Linked DNA regions of Sus scrofa: region 1 is linked to region 2. Evidence: chromatin contacts called from public Hi-C data. All regions are on one chromosome and are shown on one strand. The core of a region is the stretch at or near the end of the contact, and the rest is flanking DNA. Distances in the headings are between cores, read along the strand shown. Region 1 holds the start of SELENON (selenoprotein N). Region 2 overlaps MAN1C1 (mannosyl-oligosaccharide 1,2-alpha-mannosidase IC).

The links. Hi-C and Micro-C count contacts between places; a contact is called where the count stands out from the background.
Region 1: a contact with region 2 is called in a Hi-C map of retroperitoneal adipose tissue, with 2.0 times the contacts expected there. The contact joins the promoter of SELENON here to the enhancer-like site in region 2. A contact is called at or near these places in 7 of 47 Hi-C or Micro-C datasets (alveolar macrophages, brain, embryonic fibroblasts and 4 more).

What each region holds. Positions count from the first base shown.
Region 1 is chr6:83,243,491-83,248,240 of Sscrofa11.1, reverse strand. It overlaps SELENON (selenoprotein N), which reads right to left and starts at 1,307. Exons shown (of 13, transcript XM_021095600.1): 1 at 1,138-1,307; 2 at 974-983; 3 at 346-466. The coding sequence starts at 1,307.
Region 2 is chr6:83,195,746-83,201,031 of Sscrofa11.1, reverse strand. It overlaps MAN1C1 (mannosyl-oligosaccharide 1,2-alpha-mannosidase IC), which reads right to left. Exons shown (of 12, transcript XM_021095595.1): 4 at 3,613-3,693. Among named protein-coding and RNA genes, the nearest start is that of SELENON, 49 kb to the left of the region's middle. Within about 2 kb of position 3,916, at least 7 of the 83 cell types and tissues checked have an H3K27ac peak or open chromatin away from gene starts, as enhancers often do. A contact at or near this core is called in retroperitoneal adipose tissue, where this site is marked.

The DNA.
Region 1 (4,750 bases), core at 58-2,557, 50 kb before region 2:
ATTGCACAGATTAGAGGCTTAACTCCCAGGAGGTGCTTAAAGTGATGTCTGGTCCTGAGGAAGTGCTCAGGGAATATTAGCTACTATTATTCACACGAGGAGAACAGGCTCAGGGGTGTGTGTGTGTGTTTGTGTGTGTGTGTGTGTTGTATGTGCATGTGTCTGTTAAAGCAGCTTGCCCAAACCCCGGCTAGAAAGTGTCAGGGATGGGAGGACCCCAGGGCTGCTAGGCCCCACAGGCCTCCCCCCGACTCCAGGCAGCCCCCCTGCTTAGAGCAGACACAAGCAAGAAGCAGAGGGCAGGGCCTTGCCTCCTCCTCCCCAGTCCCCAGGCTCTCCTGGTACCTGTCAGCTTCTCGGCGATGGGCTTGAACTCCTCAGGGCTGATGTACATGTCCTGGTCAGTGTCCAGGGAGGAAAAGAGGAAGAGGCCTTCTGTCCCCAGGGCTTTCAGTGCTGAATCCTGCTTGGGAGGAGGTGGCTGGGCTGAGCAGTTGGATTCCCAACCCATATCCCAAAAGCATGCAAGGAGCAGCTCCTGCCACCATCTTCCTGAGTTCCCTCAGCCCACCTCCCAGTTCGTGTGTCCAAACACCACCTCTGTGCACCCCAGAACCCCAGTCCCCTTCCCACCCCTCCTGGTCCCTTTGCTTCACTCCCTGCCCTCATCCAGTATCCACTCTGGTGATCCCTTTCTATCTGGACCCATCCCCCATCACCCTCTGGTCCACCCATTGTCCTCGTCTGACTCCCCTGCCCACTGTCCCAGCGCTCCCTGGACCCATCCAGAGGCTCCAGTCCCTGCTTCTATGAGCTTTGTCTGCGGTCCACTGTCCCAGTCACCCACATATACTGTTCCCCTGAAGCCTGTCCCAGCCCCTGCTGCACGCTGGCCAGTCCTTCCACCTCCCCCATCAGTCCTTCCAAGTCTGCCCGCCCCCCCAACCCCGTTTTCTTAGCCCTTCCATGCAGCCCTCCCAGCCCTAAGGCCCCGTCCCCTCGGGTCGGGGCGCCCTTCCATCCCCGACCTCGCCTGGTCCCCCACCCGGCCCGGCCCCTCAGAGCCCAGCCCCTCCCAAGCCCACCCGACTCTCCCGGCCGCCGCGCCCTCCCCGCGGCCCGGACCTGCCGCGCGGCGCCTGGGCCTCGGAGTGGCGGGCGAAGGCCCGCGCGGCGGCGGCGGCCGCGGCGGCGGCGAACAGCGCTCCGAGCAGCGCCAGGATGCGGCCGCGGCGCGGCGGGGGAGCGGGCGGCTCGGCGGGGCCGGGGCTGGGCGGCCCGCGCTCGCCCGGCCGGGCCCGGCCCATGTCGGCGACTCGCGGACGCTCCGGGCGGCCGGGAACGCGGACGGGCGGCGGCGCGGGCGCGGGCGGGCCGGGGGCGGGGCCGGGGGACCCCGCGGGCCGGGGCGGGGCAGCCGGGGGCGGGGCAACCGGGGGCGCGGCGTCCATGGGCGCGCTGGTCAGTAACCGGGCACCGGGACCCATTCCTGCCATTCGGTGCCTTCTTCTGGCATTTAATCTTCCACAAAGAAACCGGGCCTCCGCGTCCCATCCGGCCTGGAAGTGCCAGGCCGAGGCCTGGGAGAAGGAAGGGGCTGGGCTGGGCGGGGTGGGGAGGACCGCACATCTGAAGCTTTGTCAGCTCTCTGTCCAGCTCTGTAGGCAGATGTGAGGGACCCAGCGGAGGGCACTTAGGTCCTCCAGCAGCTTCCAGGAATCTAGCTTCCACCCTTATTCCACCTGCCTTCTAAAATGTCCTCAGTCATCCCAAACCAGAAAAACCACCAGGTCCAACCCTCGCTATCCTTTTCATGGTCCACCTGGAAGGGCACTCCTGTAAATTCATCAGGATGGGAGCTACCTGTAGCCCTGAACCCTCACCTGTGGGACTAAAATTTCCTCACCTATAAGGAGGATTCAGGCTCTTCCGTGGGTTGTGGTGAAGAGGAAATACCCGGGTTGGCTGGGGTGGCAGTCCCTGGGCACCAAGCAAGGCTGGCTGTGAGTTGCCACCGCAGTGGTTTTTCTGGAGGACAACACGTGGAGGACTACCTTGAGGATAGAGGCAAGTGAAGTTTAATGACGTAATTTCTTTTTCAATTTTTAGGGCTACTCCCATGGCATATGGAGGTTCCCAGGCCACGGGTCGAATGGGAGCTACAGCTATCAGGCCTACACCACTGCCGCAGCAACGCGGGATCTGAGCTGTGTTTGCGACTTACGCCATAGGCTCATGGCAACGCCGGGTCCTTAACCCACTGAGCGAGGCCAGGGATCGAACCGACGTCCTCATGGATACTCGTCGGGCCGCGATGGGAACGCCCAGGAAGCACTTTCAAATCTGTTAAGTTCCTTGGTTCCCCTGGGCCTCTTCCGTTGTTATATCAAAGCCCCACGGAGCTCAGAGATGGCTCTGCCTGCACTTTGCCACCAGAGGGCAGCAGAGGCCAAAGCTTCTAGACAAGTACCCGGAGCCCAGGAGACCGGGAGAGCCCGGCTGGCACTTTGCCACCAGAGGGCAGCAGAGGCCAAAGCTTCTAGACAAGTACCCGGAGCCCAGGAGACCGGGAGAGCCCGGGTGCTGTCCTTGGAGATCACTGCCTGCCCCAGGGCCTGTGCACCCAATAAGTGCGGGATGTTGGAGGAGGGATTTCACAGGTGCTGAGCACCCACTTGGTGCTGAACTTAGTGTTGGAAGATTCACACTATCTTAGTTTGTTCTCAAGCCATGCAGTGGGGTGAGGATTGTTTGCCTCGTTTTTAACTTAAGGAGCCTGAGGAGTTCTTGTTGTGGCGCAGCAGAAACGCATTGACTAGGAACCATGAGGTCGTGGGTTCCATCCCTGGCCTCGCTCAGCGGGTTAAGGATCTGGCATTGCTGTGGCTATGGCGTAGGCTGGCAGCTGTAGCTCCGTTTCGACCCCCTAGCCTGGGAACCTCCATATGCCGTGGGTGCAGCCCTAAAAAAAAGCAAATAAATAAATAAATAAATAAAATTAAGGAGCCTGAGCCCCGGCACCCAAGTCTGAGTCCAAATCTCTTGCCGTGCTGCCTCCCAGGGGATGGTCTAGCTGACTGAGTGGGGGCAGGGGCTGGCTTCTGTCACCACTTCTGTCCTTTGTGGGTAACCAGCTGTGACAGTGCCAGCTGTCAGGGCCCCACCTTCCCAATGCCCCTCCATGCACGACCTAGCATGTGGTGGGCACTCCCATGTCTTTTGGGTGAATGACTCCCAGGGGATCCTGGACCCAGCCCCTCACCCAGCACTCTGGCCCCACAACCTCCAAGGGACCCACTGAAGCCCTGACATCTGGTGTTGGTTTCCGAAGCCCTCCAACTGTGCCACGTCCAACTCATTACTGCTAATGTTTGGGGATACCCTGCATACGACAGATGCTATCAGAAAACCAAGTTCCCTTTTATCAGGAAGCAAAGCTAACAGAGCACAAAGCAGGTTAAGGGGGAAAGATGGATGAGCCAAGTTCCCTGGAAAATAAATGAGGGAAGTTTTCTTTGCCAGACTACTTTTATTTATTACCCTTGCTGGTGTCCATGGCCCAGGGCTGGAGAGACGTGGCTGGACTGGGAGGGGCATGTCTCTCAAAACTCAGGAGGATTGACGGGGTGGGGTGGGGGAGGAGGGACTTATGCAATTTGACTCAGATCAGTGAGCCTCTGGGGAAAGGATCAATCTTGGGATCCAGCTCTGGGGAGACATCAGCTCTGGGCCTTGGCCATGGAGCAGGGCTGGGTGTCCCGCTGATGGGCACATTTTCCAGGAGAACTTGCCTCCAAACCAAGGCCTGGGACAGAGGAGCTCAGGGCCTGGAGAGACTGGGCCATCGGGCAGTGGTGGCTGGGGGAAGCCCTGCAGGAGCTCTTTGGCCCCTGACTGGGTGAGAGTGATATGTGGCACTAGCAGCAATTGGAAACTGTGCCAAGATAAATGGCACGTTGGCCATGTCCTCGAGGAGCTCATGGGTTAGCAGGGAATTCGCTCATTCACTCACTCAACAGAGAGTCACAAGGGTTTTCTGTGCCCTGTCCTGGGCCCTGGGAGCCTTCAGAGAAGGAAGTAGAGTCTCTGGTCTCCTAGATAAATCCGCCAATACTCTGACTCCCCGGACGTGAGCGCTTGGTGAGAGGGATGTACGCAGAGGAGGGTCCCCCTGACTGTCGGGAGGGGTCAGGGGAGGCTTCACAGAACCCCAAGTCCAGCCGGGTTAAGGAGTTCAGGGGGTCACCTTCCGGAATCGTGGGAAGAGAATCCCAAGGGCAGGAAGATCAGGAGCAAAGGCCCCGAGGCATGTTCATGGCATTGGGAGGGTGTTGGCCAGGGAGTCTGAGCAGAGGGACTGGGGGTGGTAGGAAGGGAGAGGATGCAGGAAAGGCAGGCTGGGCTCCAACCAGCTTGAGAAAAGCTTGGACTTCATCCTGGGGACAATGCAGCCATCAGAAGGGAGGGACTTTCTGCCACTGTGGCCAGATCAGACTGTTGGGGGGCAGTCCCTCCCTGCTGTGTCCTTGCTTCTGCCTGGAGGCAGAGGAGGTGGTGTTTTCACACCCTGGGTGTCTGTGTATACCCTCCCAGTGCTCCACCTGCCCCCTGGGAGAGGGAGCTGGCTGGCCTGGCTGCAGCCTTGGTAGCAGGGTCACAGCCTCAAACTCTGGCTGTCATTCTTTCTCTCTCACACACACTGGCACCTACCTGCCTTCTGGAAGCATCCTCTTTTCTTCTGCTTCCTGTA
Region 2 (5,286 bases), core at 2,667-5,166:
TTTTTATTTTCTTCTTTTGGCTTATCTCTATTTTCTGTGCTATTTTATAATACAAGCAATCTCATAATAACCTTATTTACTTCTTAAAAGAGGGGATGCCAGTCCCCAAGCAATCACTCCTGGCAGGACAAGGGTTTCATTTCTGGGGCTTGAGGGGGACGCAGTGTGCTGACCCCGTGTGTCGTTGCAAAACAAAGTCTTCTTGAGGTCTCTCCTTCTAACACGTGCAACTGAAAGATGCTGAGGCAGCTGTTTGGGGACGGAGGTGGGGAGGAGTCTGTGAATGCTTGATGGGACGTGGGTCAGAGGTCTCTGTGGGGTGGGTATGGTTCTTGTTTAGGAAGGAGGGAGGGAGGGAGAGGGAGCACCTGCACCAGGCGCCTGGCAGCGATGGCTGAGAGAAAATGATAATGTCCAACGCCAGGCAATGGGCCCCGGAAGTGGGCACAGGGGCAGACACAGCAGAAGCCACACCTTGTCTAGAATCCGGATTCCAAGGTCTCAAGTCACCCCAGAAGCCATGGTTTAGCGATAACAAGGGGCTCTCGTTTGAAGCTCCTGATATCTTCATTTGACCCTGGGGAGGCTGAGCACAGAAGCACAAGGGGACAAAGGAACCTGAGGGCACCTGACCCAAGGCTGGGGTTCCAGGCTGCCCTCTGCCCAAGGACTCCGAGCTAATTCTTCTGAAATGCTCCTCTCTGCCAGCAAACCATGTCTCCTCCTTTGGAAGGCTCTGCTGCCGGCTGGTCTGACGGGGTCTCAACATCCTGGGAAGGATCCCGGGTGAGTGTGTGGACAGCCGTGGTACCAGGGGGAACGGAACACGCATCCTCCTTACCATTTGGAGGTGAGTATGTGTGCCAGGCATCTTATCTACGTGACCTTCAATCCTTGCAACAGCCTTGTGGGAAAGGTGCTGTCCCACTTTGGGGAAGACAAACTGAGTCTCAGAGAAGCAATGTGCTCAAGGTTGCAGAGCCATGAAGCGGCTCTTTTCCAGGACCCCAAACCGCCTCCCCAACACAGAGGGATAAGGCCTCAAATAGCCATAGCAAGCAATGGGACGAGGCCTAGTGGTTCCAGCACAGAGGTGAGAGAGACCAGCAAAAATTATTCCTGTAGAGTAGAAAGGCCACTGGACTGGGAGTCAGAGCCCAGGGTCAGATCTCCCCACTTAGCAGCTGTGTGACCTTGGGTGGGCCATGCCTGTTTCTGAGCCTCATCTGTGCAAAGGGTCTTCTAGAAATCAAATGAGAGGATGTGTACAAATGAATGTGCCATCTAAACTGTAAAGTGCTGTGCAAATGTCACCGGGTGTGGCTGTGGTTGTGCTTGTTATTCTCATGGGAGCTGGGTCTCTGTAGGGTCACCCTACCCAGTAGGTTCCCTCTGAAGCAAGAAAGGCCTCAGCCCAGAAAAGGGTGTGGGGTCTCTTTCACGGTTCGTTCCACAAACACTTGAGGGAAAGACCTCCCTCCACGGGCACCAGTGTGTGTGAATGGAGGATGAGGCAGGAGGGAGGCCTTGGTCTAAGGTGGCTGAGTCCTGGTGACAAGCAGTGATGCCAGGCCAGGCTGGACAAGGGCCAGAAGCCAGACCCACAGTGGAAAGGCCACAGAGTCATGCGACTAAGGTAGCCCTCAGAGCCGTGCTGCCTGGGCCAGTTACCTCTTCTATGAGTCTCTGCACCCTGCCCCCCCACACACATGCGGCCTCGTCTCTGTCACGTGGAGGTGCTGGGGACCAGAGGCATGCCTGGGGTTTGGGGCTGCCGTAACCCGGGGAGCCTGCCTGCTCAAGGGTTCTGAGCCACTTGGGCTGCCCTTGGCCTTCTGAACACAGGTGTGCCTACCATACCACACTGCCTGGTCTGCCCCTGCAAAGCCAGGGTGATGGTCCCTCCTAGGGAGACGAGGCCTCAAAGCAAGTTCTCAGCATCACAGCGGCCCTCTGAGGAGGAAGGAGGAGGGGCCAGCGTCAGGTATGAGGAGTCCCAGCTCCTTCCGGAATTGCTGGCCCCTCCCTGTGAGCCCTGGGCTGCATCATCCCACCCCATCCCTCCCAGGACCTGGCCTGAGGCCTGCAAGTGCCTGTGCAGAGCGCAGCACGTTTCTGCTCCATGTCACTTTCCTGTCCTGGGGTTTTTCTTTCTTTTTTTTTTTTTTTTTTTCTTTTTTTGACATTTCTTTGGGCCGCTTCTGCGGCATATGGAGGTTCCCAGGCTAGGGGTCGAATCGGAGCTGTAGCCGCCGGCCTACGCCAGAGCCACAGCAACGCGGGATCCGAGCCGCGTCTGCGACCTACACCACAGCTCACGGCAACGCCGGATCGTCAATCCACTGAGCAAGGGCAGGGATCGAACCCGCAACCTCATGGTTCCTAGTCGGATTCGTTAACCACTGCGCCACGACGGGAACTCCTGTCCTGGGGTTTTTCAAATGAAATCCAGGCCTCCGGTGGCTCCCAGGGTTCCCATGGACAATCATTTGGGGGCAAATTGGTACAAGCAGTAATCTCTGCAGAGGCGATGAGCCTTGATGGAGGGGGCACCAAGTGACTGGAGTGATCAGGCTCTCGCCTGTGGTCTCACCACCCTGGCTTCCGCCCCAGCGTGGAAGGGAAGCAGAAGGAAAGGCTTTCTCCCGCAGCAGCAGCAGCGGCCCCCGCCAGCAGGGGGCAGGATAATGACTCGTCTCCATGTGGACAGAGCAACGGTCAAACCCAGCAGTGCACACTGCCTCTGGGTAACGGGGACACAATGGATGGGTGACATGCTGGGGACTCGACCAGCCTCCCGGCCACCTCAGGCTGTGCTTTCCCTGGAGATCACAAGGGGAAGAAGCCTCCCATTTCTGTGGTTCTCAAGATTCCTTGTACTTTGGAGAACGTGGACTTGGGAGCCTTTTAGCCCCGGGGCCAAACCCTTGCCCTCTCCTCCTTTTCACAAGAGCTCTTTGACCCCAGGGGGGATTGGGACCACCCCACGGTGGGAAGGCCTGAGGCCTGGGGCAGGAGAAGGGACTTGCTCAAGGCCACAGGCAGGTGCCCTGTCGGGAGGAGACGCAGGTTTTCTGGTTGTGTCCAGGGCTCTGCCTTCTTGCCACACTGAACCATCCTCCTAGAAGCCAAGGCAAGTGGCCTGGGTCGAGAGACCAGCAGTGGCTGCCCACCTTCCCTGTCTTCCCCTTGAGACCTGGAGCTGGTGTCTAGCTGATGGCTGGCCCAGGGGCAGAGGGCAAGGGATGCCTATGAAGTGGGCCAAGGGCCAGGGGCCCCTGAGTGAAACAGTGCTCTTGGCCTCATCAATCCTGAGAACCAACACCTATGAGAACCAGTCCAGCAACAACCCAAACCCAGACGGAGCCCAGATATCGCAGGTGCCGTGCGGGGAGCCGTGAGGATGGTGGGCCGCCCCAGCTGCTGCCACTAGAGAATTTACGACTGACTGTGGGAGCAGAATGGAAACCTTACACAGAAGAGGAGGAGGAATCTGCAGGTGGCACCATGGAGGCGGGATTCGGATCCCCTGGAATTCCGGTTTCCTCACTGCCTGTTCTCCCAAGCCCTTCCCAGCCTGGATGGTCCAGGCGCCTGGAAAGGCCAACTCACCTCCTCCCCCGTCAGGTAGAAAGCTGACAGGAGTCCTCCGATGTACCGGATGTTCACTTCGAACAAGGACGCTTCTCCACTCTGCGGGGCAGAAAGATGGGGAGGGCGGTGGGGACATTTGTGAGATGGTCACAGGCCTCCCTGGGGCAGCCAGGCCCTGGAGACAGGTCACACCTGCCGCTGCCCTTGCTCCACTGACCTGGCCACACCTCCACCTGGCTCCAAGCCCTTGCCCAGCGGGCCAAGCTACCCTTGGTGGTTTTCAGAGCAAAAGATGAGAGGGATCAGCACCTGCCTGGCGGGCAGCTGCCGCACATTGACAGAGCTGCACATAAACACTGGGTCTGGCTTCCTGCCCCAGCCCTTGCCAGAGGCCATGGCAGCAAAGTTATGCCTGGCTGCTCTCCAAGGAGTTCAAGAACTCTTGTGGCTGCAGCTAAGCCTGAGGAGAGGCCAGCCCCCTCCCCTCCCCAAGGGAGCACCTTGGCTTAGCAGGAGGATGGATGGGGTGGCCCTTCTTTGGGGTGACAGGCACATGGAAGGGTCTCAGAGGAGGTTCTGAGGCAGAAAGGAGGGTGCCAGGCAGATCCTGGGAGGCGACCAGCAGTTTCTCAGCCTCTGCTCTGCAGCCCTCGGGGCACACCCACACTGCCTTAACCATTGTTGTTGTCTTCCTGAAGTCTGCACTGCAAATCAGGGGTATTGGGGCTTCAGGCCAAGGCCCAGATAAAACCCCACCTGAGTCACTCCCTTGGCTTTGTGACTTCAGGCAAGAAATTGAGCCTTCCCCTGCTGGAGTTTCTTCACTCCCTGCAGGGTGGGAATGAGATGCTGAGTGGGGCAGATGAGATCCCTGCCAGGGCAGGGAATGGCTTCACAAAGGTGCCTGTTATTACCCCGACCCCCTAGCCCTAAGCACCCCCCCAGCACCCCCCGGCCTGCTTCCCACATGGAGGTCTTTTATTATTGGTAACCACCACGGTTGTCCTTCTACCTGGGAGAGCTTTTCCATCAGCAGAGCCCTTGCAAAGCTACTCTCTCTCTCTGGCCTTCACTCCCACTTCCAGATGAGAAAGCTCAGGCTAGAGAGGTGGAGAGACCACATCTTGCTTTCTTCCAGGGACCCTAACCTGCCCCAGCCCACCTGCATGGGCCTAGGCTCCCCAGCCCGTCCCCACCTGCCCCAGGATGGGGCAGCTGCCTGGGGCCCGCTCTCTACCCACCCCCTGCATGGGGGAGAAAAGGGGGGTAGGGGGACACTCCTTCCTCTTCCTGCCTCTGCCTTCCTATTCACTGTCCTAGAAAATGGGAGGATTCTGCACTTGCGAGCGCCTCGCACAGACTTGCAGAAGTCCTAACAAGCCTCAAAATTATCACAATGATGGTGGCACCGCTTTGCATCTGTGTCAGACCTTAGCGGGTTATCAAATGCTTTTTACAGCCCTCTGTGGCGGTCAGTCCTCAAGAGCCTGTGAATGAGGCGCTCTTGTTGTACAGCCGTTTGGTTGGGAAAACTAAGGCGCAGGGGGGCTAACGGCCTTTCCCAGGCTGGAGCCCTAGAGTGTGACCCTGCCCCCACCCATCTGTCTCCATGTCTTGCTCCCCCAAACCATCTAAAGAGCCTCTCTCTGCGGTGAGCTCAGACCCCCAGGATGGATCTGTTCCTCCACTGGG